Regions from separate parts of the Mus musculus genome. Here all the other regions are linked to region 1. A link is a contact called in public HiCAR-type and promoter capture Hi-C data. All regions are on one chromosome and are shown on one strand. Each heading gives the region's core, a stretch centred on a gene start, on an enhancer-like site or on the middle of the called end of the contact. The rest is flanking DNA. Distances are from core to core; before and after follow the strand shown.

Region 1 (4,672 bases), core at 1,415-3,914:
ACCCACTGGGCCATCTCCCCAGCCCTTACCTTGAATTCTCCATCTCTTTGTCTCTACATCTCTGTGCTGGAAATGCAGGCCTGAGCCCCCAAGACCAGCTTTAGATACAATTTTAGCGTTCAAAATAAAGCATAGCTTTCTATGTCACTGTTAGGAATAATAATAGCTCATCAGGTGCTTGCAGCCAAGCCTGATGACCTAAGGCCAATCCCAGGGACCCACATGGTAGAAGGGGGAAAAAAAAATCAATCCTGGCAACCCTCCAGTTCTTCACATAAATAGGTAAGTTTAAAATCTAGGAACTGGAAGCTCATGGTACCCAGGAACCCAAGGGGAGAAGAGGCTCCGCCCCCCGTGACTGCGTTTCTCCTGTGGGTCCTAGTGAGCACCCATCCAAGATCCGGGAGTCACGGGGAAGAGGCTGGAGGGAATTGTTTCCACTCCAAACGGGGGCTTGCTGGGGAGAAGCATCAGTGTAGGAAGTTTCGGGTGCCACTTAATGGACTTCTCAGACCATAGGGACAATTGCCTTGGTGAGCTCCTTCCTTCAACAAGTAAGTAAAAGCATTTTACTACCGCGTTGCTGTGAAGATTAACAGTAAGACTAAACCTAAATATTGTGTGCTTAGGCTTTTGGGAATTTTTGTGGGTTTTTTTTTTCTCACTTTCTAAGAAACAAACAGTGAAAGTGCTACGAGACTTCGGTGTTACTCCTAGAGCGCAAATGCAAGGCGGGCAACTCAGCTGAAAAGGAGAGTAGGCAGAGCTTTTACAAAGTTTCTCAAGCCAGGAGCGGTGACTTGCTTGAATACTCTCAGATTGATACCGTGGATTCCCTGAGTTCAAGACCAGCCTGGGCTGCATAGTGAATTTGACGTTGGCTTTGGTTACCAAACAAGATGTTTTTCTTTTATTTCTGTTTTTTTTTTTTTTCAAGATGAATCTTTACAGAAATAAAAGAAAAAAGGGGAGGAAGAGAGAGAGAGAGATAACGAGAGACAGTGAATTCTATATTGGATCCCGAGACACAAAGCCGATTTCAAGTTTGGGGTCTACAGTGATTAAGACAAGATCTGAAGGAATGTCCAGAGAAGATAGAATGGTCTATGAGTAGAGCGCCCCCTACAGGCAGCAGGAATACAGGCCGGCCAGCTTGCGATAGCTGAGAAAGCCACCGGAGGCCCTCCTTATCTTGACCGCTTCTCGCTCCAGTTCCCTTAATAAAATACAGGACAAAGTAGTGAACACACACAGCACATATGTGTGCACACCTACCTGTACACACAATTAAATCCTGCTATTGAGACTTCTGCCAGATGTATCTGGCACATGACTGGGAGGCTCTGACTCAGCAGAAGACAAAGCCAACAATTAAAAGAACATCCAAGGCATTTTGCAAATACAATATTCTAACTGGGGCATGTAGTGCTCGCCTGTAATTCCAGAACTCTAGGAAGGAAGACTGCGAGATGTAGGTCATCCTAGGCTACATAATAACATGTTTTCTCAATAATAACAACAACATTTGACTCCACGTATTCTGAACACAAACCTGCTGTTTCTTTTATTCAAATTAAAACTTAGGGTTTCTTTCTTCTGCAGAGTTTGGGGCCCAGATGCAGCAGGAGGATGAAGATTTTGTTTAAGGTGATAGTGCTATGTTCAATCCTCACACCCCTGTTGATTTCTTTTTTAAAATAGGGTCTCAGCCTTGAACTTACCGAGAGCCTCCCAAGTGCTGGCCACAACACCGGGCTTATTATTACTTCTAGGATGATTGTTTCCAGTTACTAAACTTCAGCTCTGTTAGTTGCTTGATGTACAGCAGCTACGTCACGAAGCAAAGGGCAGTGGCTTGGGAGCACCACTGCTCAGGACCAACAGAGGACACACACAGAAAGCATGCAAGAGGAAGCCTCACTTCGACCCTAATTGAACGGTTGCCCCAAATCTCAGTACTCAGGAGCGCTGTGCTCCGAATTCATGAAGGGGATATGTAGAAAAGCATGCAAGGAACCGATCACTGAGCCACACTTCACCCCTCACTGAACAGTGATCCCCAGTTCCAATGCTCAGTAGCCCGAGCATATGAAACCGCGAGTTTGGCCTTTGGTGCCTTCTTTAGACGGAGTGCATATTGCCGGGGCTGGGGAACTGGGGAACAGAAAGTGCTCCCGTCACAATTAAGGCCTAAAGAAATGACAGGTGAGCATCCGACATTGAGAACGGTGAGTTATGTGCACGAATTCATCTTGCTGGGAGTCTTTCCATTCGCAGGCCCTGGAGAAGAACGTGCGGGGAACACAGTTCAAGCTCTGTCTCCTCGCAGCTCCAATCTCAACAGCTCAGAGAGAGGGCGCTCTCGGTGTCTCCGCCACCCCGCGCGTCCCCGCCACCCCGCGCGTCCCCGCCGCCGGGCTCCCGCTTTCCCGCGACCCCTGAGATCCTGCAGCTCGCTTGCCTGTCCCTTGCCGGTGTCGCCGCTACTGCCGGGCCATGGCGACCTGCTTTCTGCTGCGGAGCTTCTGGGCCGCGCGTCCTGCGCTGCCGCCTCCCGGCCGCTTCCGCCCGGAGCCCGCAGGAACCCCGCGGCGCAGCTACGCCAGCGGCCCCGGGGGCCTCCACGCCGACCTACTCCGCGGGGACAGCTTCGTGGGCGGCCGCTGGCTCCCAGCCCCCGCCACCTTCCCGGTGTACGACCCGGCCAGCGGCGCCAAGCTGGGCACCGTGGCCGACTGCGGGGTACCCGAGGCCCGCGCTGCTGTGCGCGCCGCCTACGATGCCTTCAACAGCTGGAAAGGGGTCTCGGTCAAGGTGAGAGCACCGCAGGTGCGGGATCCCGGCCTAGAAGGAAGCAGAGATCCACAGAGTGAAACAAAGTGAAACCGGTTCCTCGGGATACACAGTACGGAAAGCCAGAGCAAACAACAAAAAGAGATAAATTAGTTTGGAGCATGCGTACGGTTATCAGATCCCCTTCCTACATGTATCGACAGGTGTGCATAATAAAAGTGAGCTATGTCAGCCAGCCTATCTGAGAGAGAGAGAGAGAGAGAGAGAGTAGAAGGAAGATGAGAGAGAGCCCTGTATGTGAAAGCTGTATGTAGGGAATGTGTATCTGTATATGTAGGTTGCATGTTGGGGCTGTATGTGTAGGAGCTGTGTCAAGGACACTGAGAAAGGACATGTGAGCTTCGTTCAGAGGAGGGAAAAAGTCTAGGGGCATTCTCTGACTTTAGGTCTAAATGCGCTTACTAACAGAGATGGCTGGACAGTGGAGGGTAGATGGTGAGGACAGAAAATTATTTTAGAAAAATTCTTCCTCCTTTATTTTTGATAGTACCCCTGCAGCCAACCCCATGAAATCATAGTCTCTTTATCCTTCATTTCCTGCTGCTGTCTCCTGATGAGGGTACAAGCACTAGAGCCTTCACATTGGTCCACCCTTCGTGGGGGTGCCACGTATTTCTGGAGGTGCTTGGAATACAGAGTCCAGAAAAAAGGTTGGGGGAGGCTGGAGAACGGTTCGCCTTTTGAGATGTACTTGCTGCTCTTGCAGAGTTTCTGGGTTCAGTTCTCAGCGCTCCCGGGGCAACTCTCACCAGTTTGGGACTCCAGTTCCAGGGGATTGCTGAAGGCACACATACATGCATGCAAGCCAATGCTCATATGCATAAAATAAATGAATCTTAAGAAAATCCAGCCCCTTATAGAGCTTACGTGATGTTTTGGAGATCCAAACTGCAAGCTGTAAAGAGCAAGGAAGTGTGCTGGAACTGATGAATAATGTGGGGGCAAAAGACACATGCAGGCCCAGAGGTCAGAGGAGAGGCCAAGGTGGCCATTTGGGCAGCTTACAGTGACAGGAGTGTGTCTTCCTGCAGTTCCCGAGGCCAGAAGTCAGAGGCTGTGCTGGCTAAGTTCTATGTGAACTTGGAATAAGCTAAGGTCATCAGAGAGGAAGGAGCCTCCATAAGACTGGACTATAGGGAAGCCTACAAGACATTTTCTTAGTTAGTGATCAGTGGAGGAGGGCCCAGTCCGTTGTGAGTGGTGGCATCCCTTGTCTAGTGGTCCTGGGTTCTATAATAAAGCAGTCTGAGCAAGCCATTGGTAAACAGCACCCCTCATTGGCCTCTGCATCAGGTTCCTGCCTCCAGGTTTCTGTCCCTGTTTGAGTTCCTGTCCTGGCTTCCTTCCCTGATAAACAGTGTTGTCGAAGTGTAAGCCAAATAAACCCTTTCCTCACCAACTTGCTTTTTGACCATGATGTTGTGTTGCAGCAATAGAAACCCTAAAACAGAGATCAAGATGGCGGCAGGCCTGGTTTCATCTGAGGCCTTTCTCCCAAACTTGTAGACATCATGCTTTTTCTCCAATTGGTCTGTGTGGTTCTATCACCGTGGCCTTCTTCTGGGGCCAGTTGTTGACTGAAGGCCTAGCTGCCTTTAATCACTTCTTTAAAGACTCATTCTGAGGCACTGATGAGGTGACTCGGGGCTTCAACACCTCCCTCTAGCAGGGGGCACATTTTCTCCTATAACATCAGGGTTGGCCTTTCTGAGGATATTAGGTATAAGGATGAAGAGAGGCAAGGGGAGATCCTGAGCAACTCGGGAACATGGCTACTGGGCTTCCAGAACAGCAAGGAGGCCCTTGTGGCCTAGAGTGG
Region 2 (4,672 bases), core at 918-3,417, 1.2 Mb after region 1:
TATTAAAATAGCCAACAATCATAAAGCCAACAAATATAAAATCTGAGTTAAAAATAACTGACATTATTCTACATCCTTCAGACTCAATAAAAATGAATGAGCCCACACGCTAAGCAGGGGAAGCTGAAACTGACACTTCTGGAAGTTGAGCTGTTCTTAGAATAAATATGTCATTTAGTAAATGCAAAATATACTTTATAGTTAGCAGTATGAGATCCTACTTGTTGCATCATATTAACAAATGGATGAGCACAATACTTTATGTGAAATACTAAAAAAAAGTTAACTAAAAAAAAAAAAAAAAACATTAAAACAAGCAATACCCAACTTTTTTTTAAAAAACAAAACAAAACACCCACAACCAACCAAATAATTGTTTAAGACAGCCTCTGACTCTATAGCCCAGACTAGCCTGAATTCAGGATCCAAACTACTTTGGCCTCCTGTGTACTTGAGATAACAGGCCAATGCCTCAGACACTTGGTTTTCTAATTTTTTGTTGAAAGAGGACAACAAAGTTAAATTCAGGGCCAGAAGACACTCAGAGTAAGAGGAACTTGCCGCCAAGCCTGATGACTTTAACTAGTCTCCTGGACTCAAGTAGTGGAAGAGAACCAATTTCAAGTTGCCCCTCAACTTCCAGACAATCCCCCCACCCCCAATAATTTAAAAACTGAGCTCAGAATAAGGGAGCCCAGCAAATCACGGTGTGGGGCGTTAACTCTAGCTCTTTGGAGGAAGGAGGATCAATGCAGGGACAAAAGTGGCTACTTAGCAAAAATCAATAAAGGCTTCAAGAGCTGCCTGTGAACATTGCAGTACATGGGAGATAACCACTTCCTCACAAAACCAAGCCTCCAAGCACCTAGCATTCCTGTAAGGAACAGTCTTGGTGGGCTTGAATTAAAAAAACTCTATTGCAGCCGGGCGTGGTGGCGTTCGCCTTTAATTCCAGCACTGCAGAGGCAGGCGGATTTCTTAGTTCAAGGCCAGCCTGGTCTAGAGTGAGTTCAAGGACAGTCAGGGCTACACTGAGAAACCGGTCTCGGGCCCCCCCCCCCCCCCTAAAAAAACAAAACAAAAAAAACTCTATTGCATGTGAACCCTTGCTGCAGCCCACTCTTACTGATCAAGCACCTGAGTTCTCATCCTCATTGGCAAAATAGGACCTTATCTGGTTGAGGCACCCAGGCCATTGCACTACCATACCATAGAGAGCTTATCCACCACACCTGGAGAGGGTAGCGCCTCCCAGGGCTAACAAGGCTGTTTTCCCAGAATCTCAGGGAAATAAAACTAGAAACTAGACTGACCCAAATTGTCAGTTTACTGGGGGAAATTAATAATGCCTAAATCCCACCAGGCTTGTACCCAAATGCAGTTGTTATAGTGTGAAACAAGTGTCAGGCTCTTTGAGTTATGTTGGTGGCTCTGAAAAGAGCCGTTGGGTTATTTATAGAAGAAGCCTCCAACTGTTCACTTTTTCTTGGGCGCTGCCTTCTTGGGCTTAGCTGGGGTCTTTGGCTTTGTCACTTTCGCCTTGGAAGCCTTAGGCTTCACTGCCTTCGCCTTGGCAGGGCTTTTGGCTACCTTCTTGGCCTTCACCACCTTCGGCTTCTTGGGGCTCTTGGAAGTCTTCTTGGAAACTGCAGGCTTCTTGGGCTTCTTCGGAGTCTTGACAGTCTTCTTAGCTGCAGCCCCAGCAGTCTTCTTAGGTTTCTTAGCAGCCCCGGATGCTTTCGCCTTCACTGACACCTTGGTGGTGATGGCCTTGGACTCAGCCTTCTTGTTCAGCTTAAAAGAGCCAGCAGCGCCGGTGCCCTTGGTCTGCACCAGTGTGCCTTTATTCACCAGGCTTTTCAGCCCCAGTTTGATGCGGCTGTTGTTCTTCTCCACATCGTATCCCGCCGCAGCCAGCGACTTCTTGAGCGCGGCCAAGGACACGCCACTGCGCTCTTTGGAAGAAGAAACTGCCTGCACGATGAGCTCCGACACCGAAGGTCCCGCGGGCTTCTTCCGAGGAGCGGCAGCTTTTGCCGGCTTCTTGGTCTTCTTTGCAGCAGCAGGTTTCTCCGTGGCAGTAGAAGCAGCCTGAGCGACTGGCGCCGTCTCCGACATGGTTGCTGATGAATAAACAACAGCTATACCCAAGACGAAGAAAAGAAGTAGAAAGACAAGGCCCCTGCACGGAGTATTTATAGAGCAGTGCTGTGCTGTGATTGGTGAATGCTAACGCCCGCCCCCTGGACCCTAAGGCCCCGCCTCCCGTGCGCCTGTCTGCCTGCAAGATTTCAGAAACTAACTCCTTTGCGATTCCACCGACCTAGCTTCGTGTTTTTGCAGGTAGAGGAGGCGGCCTCAAAACTTCTCCGGCTGGCTGCTTGAGGTGGAATTTCAACCACAGCAGATTCTCCTTGTACTCTCCTGTTTTATCATCAGAAAGTGGTAGATGCCTATCAAAAAGGAGCTCAACTAGTGAAAGGTGGCTGTAAATTAGTCAATTAAAACCCAGAAAGCCAGCTTGTGGGCCTTCTCTGCGGGTTTCAGTATTGATTCTTGGCAGTAATGGGAGCAATGTATCGTTACTTTATATTTTAGTTATGCAAGAGGCTTAGTGTTCTTTTAAGGAGTGTCAGCTTGCGACAGTGATTTCATATTGTGAGCCAGTAGTGGCTCAAATAAAAAGAGAAAAGGCAGGACACGACTTTTCCCAGGATATGCAAGTACACAATAGCTCTGGGAAAGTCTTGCCCATTTTTTTTTTTAAAGAATTTAAAAGTGCAATCCTAACATGGTATGACGATTTCTATAGTTTATAGTTAAAAAATTGTTTTCGAACGTATCAGTGATATCTGGCCAAAAATGCGTGAAAGTATTTTGAAAATTCAAGCTCCAAATGCAAGAACTCAAAGCATCCATACAAGTACAGCCATTTAATGAAGAAATGCTCAGAATAACCCGAGTCAGACGTCTGTACTTTTACTCCCATGTTTCTCTCCATTTCTTTACAGTGTGGGTTGCAACAAAATGGAGACTTTCCACGCAAATGAAGAGTTCTAAATCTGCTGTTTTAGTGGCTATTTACGAAAGGCAGTAAACCAATCAAAAGGTAGAATCTGGCCTACTCTCCTTCAATGTAGAAGTCACATTGTTACATTTCAATAATGAAGATAACAAGATTGTTCTCTATTCTTCAATGCCACTAAGTCCAAGCTGCAATGTGTTTGGAAGCAGATGTGCTGTAGAAGATAACAGTCACTGGAATTTTATTCCATTTACTTTAAAACACACACATACAAAAATAAGTACCGCGGCAGACTACCTTAGCCTCAACTGCAGTTCTTAAACATAAACCAATCAGAGTCTTAAACGTCACAGATAACCAGTATTTTCATCCAATCACTATCCTTTGCATACTATAAATAGTAGTTCTGAACTCACCATCTCCAAGTGCTCACCAGCTTGCTTTCTAGTTTTTGCTATGGCTCGTACTAAGCAGACCGCTCGCAAGTCCACCGGCGGCAAGGCCCCGCGCAAGCAGCTAGCCACCAAAGCCGCCCGCAAGAGCGCCCCGGCCACCGGCGGCGTGAAGAAGCCTCACCGCTACCGTCCCGGCACCGTGGCGCTGCGCGAGATCCGGCGCTACCAGAAGTCGACCGAGCTGCTGATCCGCAAGCTGCCGTTCCAGCGCCTGGTGCGCGAGATCGCGCAGGACTTCAAGACCGACCTGCGCTTCCAGAGCTCGGCCGTCATGGCTCTGCAGGAGGCCTGTGAGGCCTACCTTGTGGGTCTGTTTGAGGACACCAACCTGTGCGCCATCCACGCCAAGCGTGTCACCATCATGCCCAAGGACATCCAACTGGCCCGCCGCATCCGCGGGGAGAGGGCGTAATTGTACAGTTCCGTACAGTTCTACGGAATTAACCAAAGGCTCTTTTCAGAGCCACACACGATTTCAAGTAAAATGGCTGTAATTTACTCCATCCTTAAACGAACCTATATATTCCCTAGTGTCTATAACGGTGGATATTCCCCAAAACTTGAGTTTATAACAGCCCAAAGTTGATATCAAGTACAAAATAGGTCAACTGATTGTCTGGTTTTACCCGTGGAATATGCGTAAAGTGTACAGGTCGGATCTCTGACGTGACCTACTCGCAGGCTTTCGGTCCTTATAGGGCTCCGATCCAGAGAGGGGTCTGTGATGTCACTTTTCCCGCCGTCCGGCTTTCGGGGCGGGGCTGATGGGCGAGATATGTGACATCACTTTCCCGCCGGCGCGCTTTCTGGTCGTGACTGAGGGGCGGAATTTGTGAAGTCACTTTCCCGCCGGCGGGCTTTTGCGTCTTTCCCGGCATGGCTGAGAGGAGGGATCAGTGATGTCGCTTTCCCGCCGGCGCGCTTTCGGGTCTTGGCTGAGGGGCGGGGTTTGTGATGTCATTTTCCCGCCGGCGCGCTTTCGGGGCATGGTTGATGGGAGGGATTTGTGACGTCACTTTCCCGCCCGGGCGCTTTCGGTTCTTTCCCGCCAGGTCTTATTGGCGGGGTTTATGACGTCACCGTCCGGCGGGCGGGTTTTCGTTTGTGTGATTCTGTTGGGGGTGGGAGATCAAGGCCAAGCAGCTATATAAAGGACCGACTCTCAGCTCTGACTCCATTTTCCATTCTTCCT
Region 3 (4,672 bases), core at 1,018-3,517, 1.1 Mb after region 1:
CTACTATCTCCTACTTCAATATAATAGGCATCCTGCCGCTAAGGCCTGGAACTACTTATCACTGGATTTATCAGAGTCACTACAGAATGCTTGAAGAGCTCTGGCTTGGGAGCTAGGCTCTCCCCAGTTCCAGTACAGGTTCATATTGATCTACTTTGCTACAGGAACAAATGCCACAGAACCCAGCTTTCATCGTGGGTGCTGGAAAGTTAACTAAGGTCTTTACATTCTACAGTAAGCACTCTATTACTGAGCCATCTCTCCAGTCCCCTCTCAGACATTTTAATTTGGTTAAGGTTCATATCACCTCATTGGTTTTCTTAATCCAGTATTCTTGCATAAGAGTAACCTTATTTTCTCTTACGCTATAGTTCTGTCTCCTAACTTATCTGGATGAGAATCTGGGCAATGAATGAATTTGATTATGAAAGGCTGCACTTCTTCAGAAAATTGTGGTAGTCACATGGCTGAAGCATAGCTGACTAAGGAAAAGATCAATACTTTCTGTGGGACAGGGCATACATCTTCGCAATGTCTGTGAGAGTTCCTGGAAGGCCCCTGAGTCTACAACGTCTGGTTCACTGGTTAGAACTGTAATAGTGTGGAAAGGATGAAATAGTATAAGTTCAGAGGCCAGTTATCTTAATTTCGGATAGACTTAGCCACTTCAACAACCATTTCTTGCCCACCTCTACTTAGTGTCAGGACTAACATTCCATGACTGATAAATAACCTTTTGAAATCTATTGATTTTTAAAGAGGATTACGATGATGACGGCTATTGCTAACAACTGCTACTGCTACTGTTACTGCTAGATTCTGATTCTGATACTGATACTACTAGCTTGTACCTATTCAAAGTCTAAGAATTTTATCAGGTAGCATCTGAGGCCTTAGAAAAACTTCCCCATCTTGCTGTGTCTGCCTCTCTATGTAGACTCTAGTGTATTTTAAACTTGCCTTGATTTATGACTTTTGTCATTCTATAAAACTATAAAATTCATGAGACGGCTTCCATATTGGGACATGAACATCTGGCATAACCTAAATCTCTGTTCCCAGACCATGGTCTCTCAAATATGGCTCCAGTATAATGTCATGTTTGCTGTAAGGTAAGAGCTGTGTGCTTTTTGTATTGATGATGTAACAGGCAAAGAAGTGATTGCTAACACCATTTTATCTAGAGTGGTTTTCACAATGCTCACACTGTTCTTCATGTCCCCAGCAGCTGTCAGACTAACAAGAGTAGTTACAACCACTGCTGTAGACTCAGGACCCAGGCAGGGCCATGGACCTCAGAAAACTCACTGACTCTCTTCTCCTAGGCCATTGAGCTCATTAGCAAAAGAACTGATGTTTGTTCATGAGACACTTTGACTTTCCCCTTACCATTCTCTCTCTGTCTGTTTCTCTCTGTCTCTGTCTGTCTCTGTCTCTGTCTCTCTCATTCAATTTTTTTTTTTAAATAACAAGTTCTGTTGGGTATGGTAGATCTACCTCCCTTGATTCTCTGGACAAGTCACTTCTACACACATACATGATTTTATGTGACTACGTAAAAGTTTTAAAAACATTCCTTTATAGTATGTGTTTCTTGGATCTGTCTCCACAGCTGCTATTGTCTCCACCAATTCCTATGGTGATCTAGCACAAACTCTTCAGTTTCCAGTCTCTCCTCTCCCTCTCTTTCTTCTCCTCCCTCTCCTTACCCGCTGTCTCTGTATGTTCCTCCTTTTCCCCTCCCTCTTGGACCCTCTTTTCCCCTCCCTTCTCCCTCTCTTTCTCCATCCTCCGTTATCTTCTTCCCCTTCTCTCCCCCTTCCCCCTTCCCTTTGCCTCTCCCTCCATTTTTCCGTCTTCCTCACTCTTGCTTCCCCATTGCCTTTGTAGACATAGGTTTTTACATTGTATGAACATGTTTTTATTTTGTCAGCAGGAGAACATTTGAAGTTGGAGGAGGGATGTATAGCAACCCTCAGCTGGTATTCAAGGACAGTGCAGATCTTTGGCTACCCAATGAAAGTAAGTGACTTACCAACTTAGTGACTGAGGTAGGCCTTCCTGTGTTTCCTCTGGACAGGCTTCTCTTACCTCTTACCAGACCACTCAGTATTCTGTGTCACTCCATGACTCCAATTATTAATCATTAATGACAGGCTGAAGCACCCCCTGCTTTCAGCTGTGAGCTTCACAGCCTTCGTCCTTGTCCAGTGTCTTGCCAGCACCCCAGAAGGATCTACTGGGTCTGACACCTGCAGGCAGTTATTAGTCACATTGCCTTGCAGTATTTCTAAAGACATTTCCTTTTTCCGGTTTGAAATGGGATAAGTTACAAATTAAACACATTTTGTACTTTACCCCCTCTTTTTTTTGTCTGGTCTTTAATTTTCTTTTGCTTCTTTGAACTATGTGGGCCATAATCTTATTTAGTAACGTTGTTAACCAAATCAAATGGACAAAACCCACAAGCTTCTCATAAATTCAGTATTTATTCCCCATGACTTTTTTCCTGTCTTAATTACTTCTATGTTTGTTGATAAACTACATAAAACAATGCTCGTACCTACATCTCAATTTGCACATGTTACCATGTACAATGGCAAGTTTTCTAACTCACTTAAGTAACCGCTTAAAACTTTTATACATGCACATGATGCATTGTGATCAGACCTCACTCATTTTTGCCAACAAATTCCTCCCATTCCCCACTGTCACTTTTCCCTCTCAAGTTCATGCTTCTTCATTGCTTCTCCTCCTCCTCCTCCTCCTCCTCCTCCTCCTCCTCCTCCTCCTCCTCCCTACTGAGTCACGTAGTGTTGTCTGTGTGTTCATAGGTGTTGAACTATCTAATGGAATATGGATAGCATCTTAGAATCTGAATCCCTGAAGAAAACTGATGCTCTCACCGGCTAGCAGCCATAAATTGCCAATAGCTCCTCGGCCATGGGTGAGACTTCATGAGCTCCCGCCCTGACCGTGGCGAGATTTTGGCTGGCTGGATCTTGCTCAGGTCTTGTGTTTACAGCCACAGCTGCTGTGAGCTCACGTGTACAACAGCGCTGTCTTGTCTGGCAAAGAAGGTTTTGCAGTAGATGTCCACTACCTCTGGTGCTTAAGATGCCTCTTCTACAATGCTTCCTGAGCCTTATGATCAAGAATGTGACACAGATGCCCTTTTAAAGCTGATCATACCACAGTCTCTTACTCCCTAGATTTTGACAAGCCGTGGGTCTTTGTATTAATCACCTTATACTATAAAAAGAAGCTTCCCTGATGAGGGCTGAGAAATGCACCGAACTGATAATTTTGTAGTTTGATTTTTCTTTATGGTTGAATAATCTTCCATGTATCATTACACATTTATCAGGTGATGGGACATTTTAAACCTTTTCATTTCCTGGTGATTGTGAACAGAGAAGCAATAAACATGAATGAGTAAATAAATCTACAGTAGAATATAGAGTCTGTTGAGAATATTCTCAGGAAATGTTCTGGCTTGATCACATGATAGTCCTATGTCTAGCTTTTTGAGGTACCTCCACATTGATTTCCAACAAAGGGGCTGAGCTCGGAACACCCACACCAGCACACCAGAGGCCAAGCTTGTTCATTTCTTTAGACGATCCTGCCAATAGCTTGGAAGTAGACAACAGATTCATTGCCTTCCAAGCTCGTGAAGGAGTTTGTCCTTGCCTCAAAGGTGAGGTGGTACTTCAAACCCACTGTTTCGTATAGGCAAAAAACAAACAAACAAACAAACAAAAAACAAAAAAACTCTACCTCTCAGAGGCCCCTAGGCTTATGACTCAGCCTGAGCACTGATGTCAAACTCATTCACAGAAAGGAATCTGGGTTCTGTGTGCACTGAGCTCTTCTGGTAGCTCATCTTCACTGTGGCTTTAAGTCCTGTCTTGCTTTATGCTCTCAATGCATCTCCTTTGGTTTTGTGTTTGACTCTAAGTGCTGTAAGAGGACAAACCACTTCTCCATAATGGGAAGCCCTGACTGAAGCTCCTGACTGGAGCTGTTGGATGTGTCATTGAGGTTAATAATTTGAGAAGTCTGGGCCTTGGGGAATGAGGATTTTCTGAAGCATATGTAGTATACGATCTCCATAGTATACAATCTTTCACTGTCTGTAAGAGAAAGAAGTACAGACACAGCTCATATACACATCTGAAATTTAAAGGTAGAAAGGTCTAAGTTCATTATGGAGTCTTAGGAGTTTTACCTCCTGTGTCAATTATTTTTCGCTGAGTCCTTTTTTAAAGAACTCTGTACTCTGGGATAAATAATCAACAACTTTAGAATTCACGTATTTCTAATTCTAAATTAACCAAGTTGGAATATGTGGCTTAGTTTTATAATTTAATTTTTAACTTTACTTTAAAATGTTCATGGTTTTAACCATGTACTTGGTTTGACTTCATAAACAAAAAGACCCAACATGCTTCTACACTGAAAAAAAAAATCCAATTTTGCCTCACCTGTACAATTAGTTTTTAAACATTTGAGTATGAATTGAAATATTTCTTTGACTTAGATCATTTTACTCACCTTTTAGAGATTACACCTTTTCTTCTCTGATGAGCTTGAAACTACTTTGTGTTGACATGAAAATCTTCGGAGCAAATAGAGTGCACACATCCTCACTTTGATTTGAGTATCCAAG

What was found. Promoter capture Hi-C pulls out the DNA fragments that hold promoters and counts their contacts. HiCAR-type assays count read pairs that join an accessible place to other places.
Region 2: a HiCAR-type map of astrocytes shows a contact between it and region 1, with 2.9 times the contacts expected there. The contact joins the promoter of H1f1 here to the promoter of 9330162012Rik in region 1. A contact is called at or near these places in 5 of 39 promoter capture datasets (cranial neural crest, liver, maxillary cranial neural crest and 1 more), 2 of 484 Hi-C or Micro-C datasets (B cells and pre-B cells) and 3 of 115 datasets of contacts at active chromatin or transcription factors (astrocytes, embryonic forebrain and embryonic stem cells).
Region 3: a promoter capture Hi-C map of pre-B cells shows a contact between it and region 1, with 4 times the contacts expected there. The contact joins the promoter of Slc17a3 here to the promoter of 9330162012Rik in region 1. A contact is called at or near these places in 5 of 39 promoter capture datasets (the C10 cell line, frontonasal cranial neural crest, liver and 1 more), 1 of 15 datasets of contacts at CTCF or cohesin (large pre-B cells) and 1 of 9 other capture datasets (embryonic stem cells).

The regions. Positions count from the first base shown.
Region 1 is chr13:24,935,393-24,940,064 of GRCm38.p6, reverse strand. It overlaps 9330162012Rik (cDNA RIKEN 9330162012 gene), which reads right to left and starts at 2,664. Exons shown (of 2, transcript NR_102323.1): 1 at 2,462-2,664; 2 at 1,016-2,280. Aldh5a1 (aldhehyde dehydrogenase family 5, subfamily A1) reads left to right here and starts at 2,404. Exons shown (of 10, transcript NM_172532.3): 1 at 2,404-2,814. The coding sequence starts at 2,497. It also overlaps a transcript of Gpld1 not described here.
Region 2 is chr13:23,761,163-23,765,834 of GRCm38.p6, reverse strand. It overlaps H1f1 (H1.1 linker histone, cluster member), which reads right to left and starts at 2,167. Exons shown (of 1, transcript NM_030609.3): 1 at 1,423-2,167. The coding sequence starts at 2,118. The coding sequence ends at 1,477. It overlaps H4c1 (H4 clustered histone 1), which reads left to right and starts at 4,586. Exons shown (of 1, transcript NM_178192.2): 1 at 4,586-4,672. It overlaps H3c1 (H3 clustered histone 1), which reads left to right and starts at 3,449. Exons shown (of 1, transcript NM_013550.5): 1 at 3,449-3,950. The coding sequence starts at 3,482. The coding sequence ends at 3,892.
Region 3 is chr13:23,837,029-23,841,700 of GRCm38.p6, reverse strand. Slc17a3 (solute carrier family 17 (sodium phosphate), member 3) reads right to left here and starts at 2,267. Exons shown (of 12, transcript NM_001164743.1): 1 at 2,036-2,267.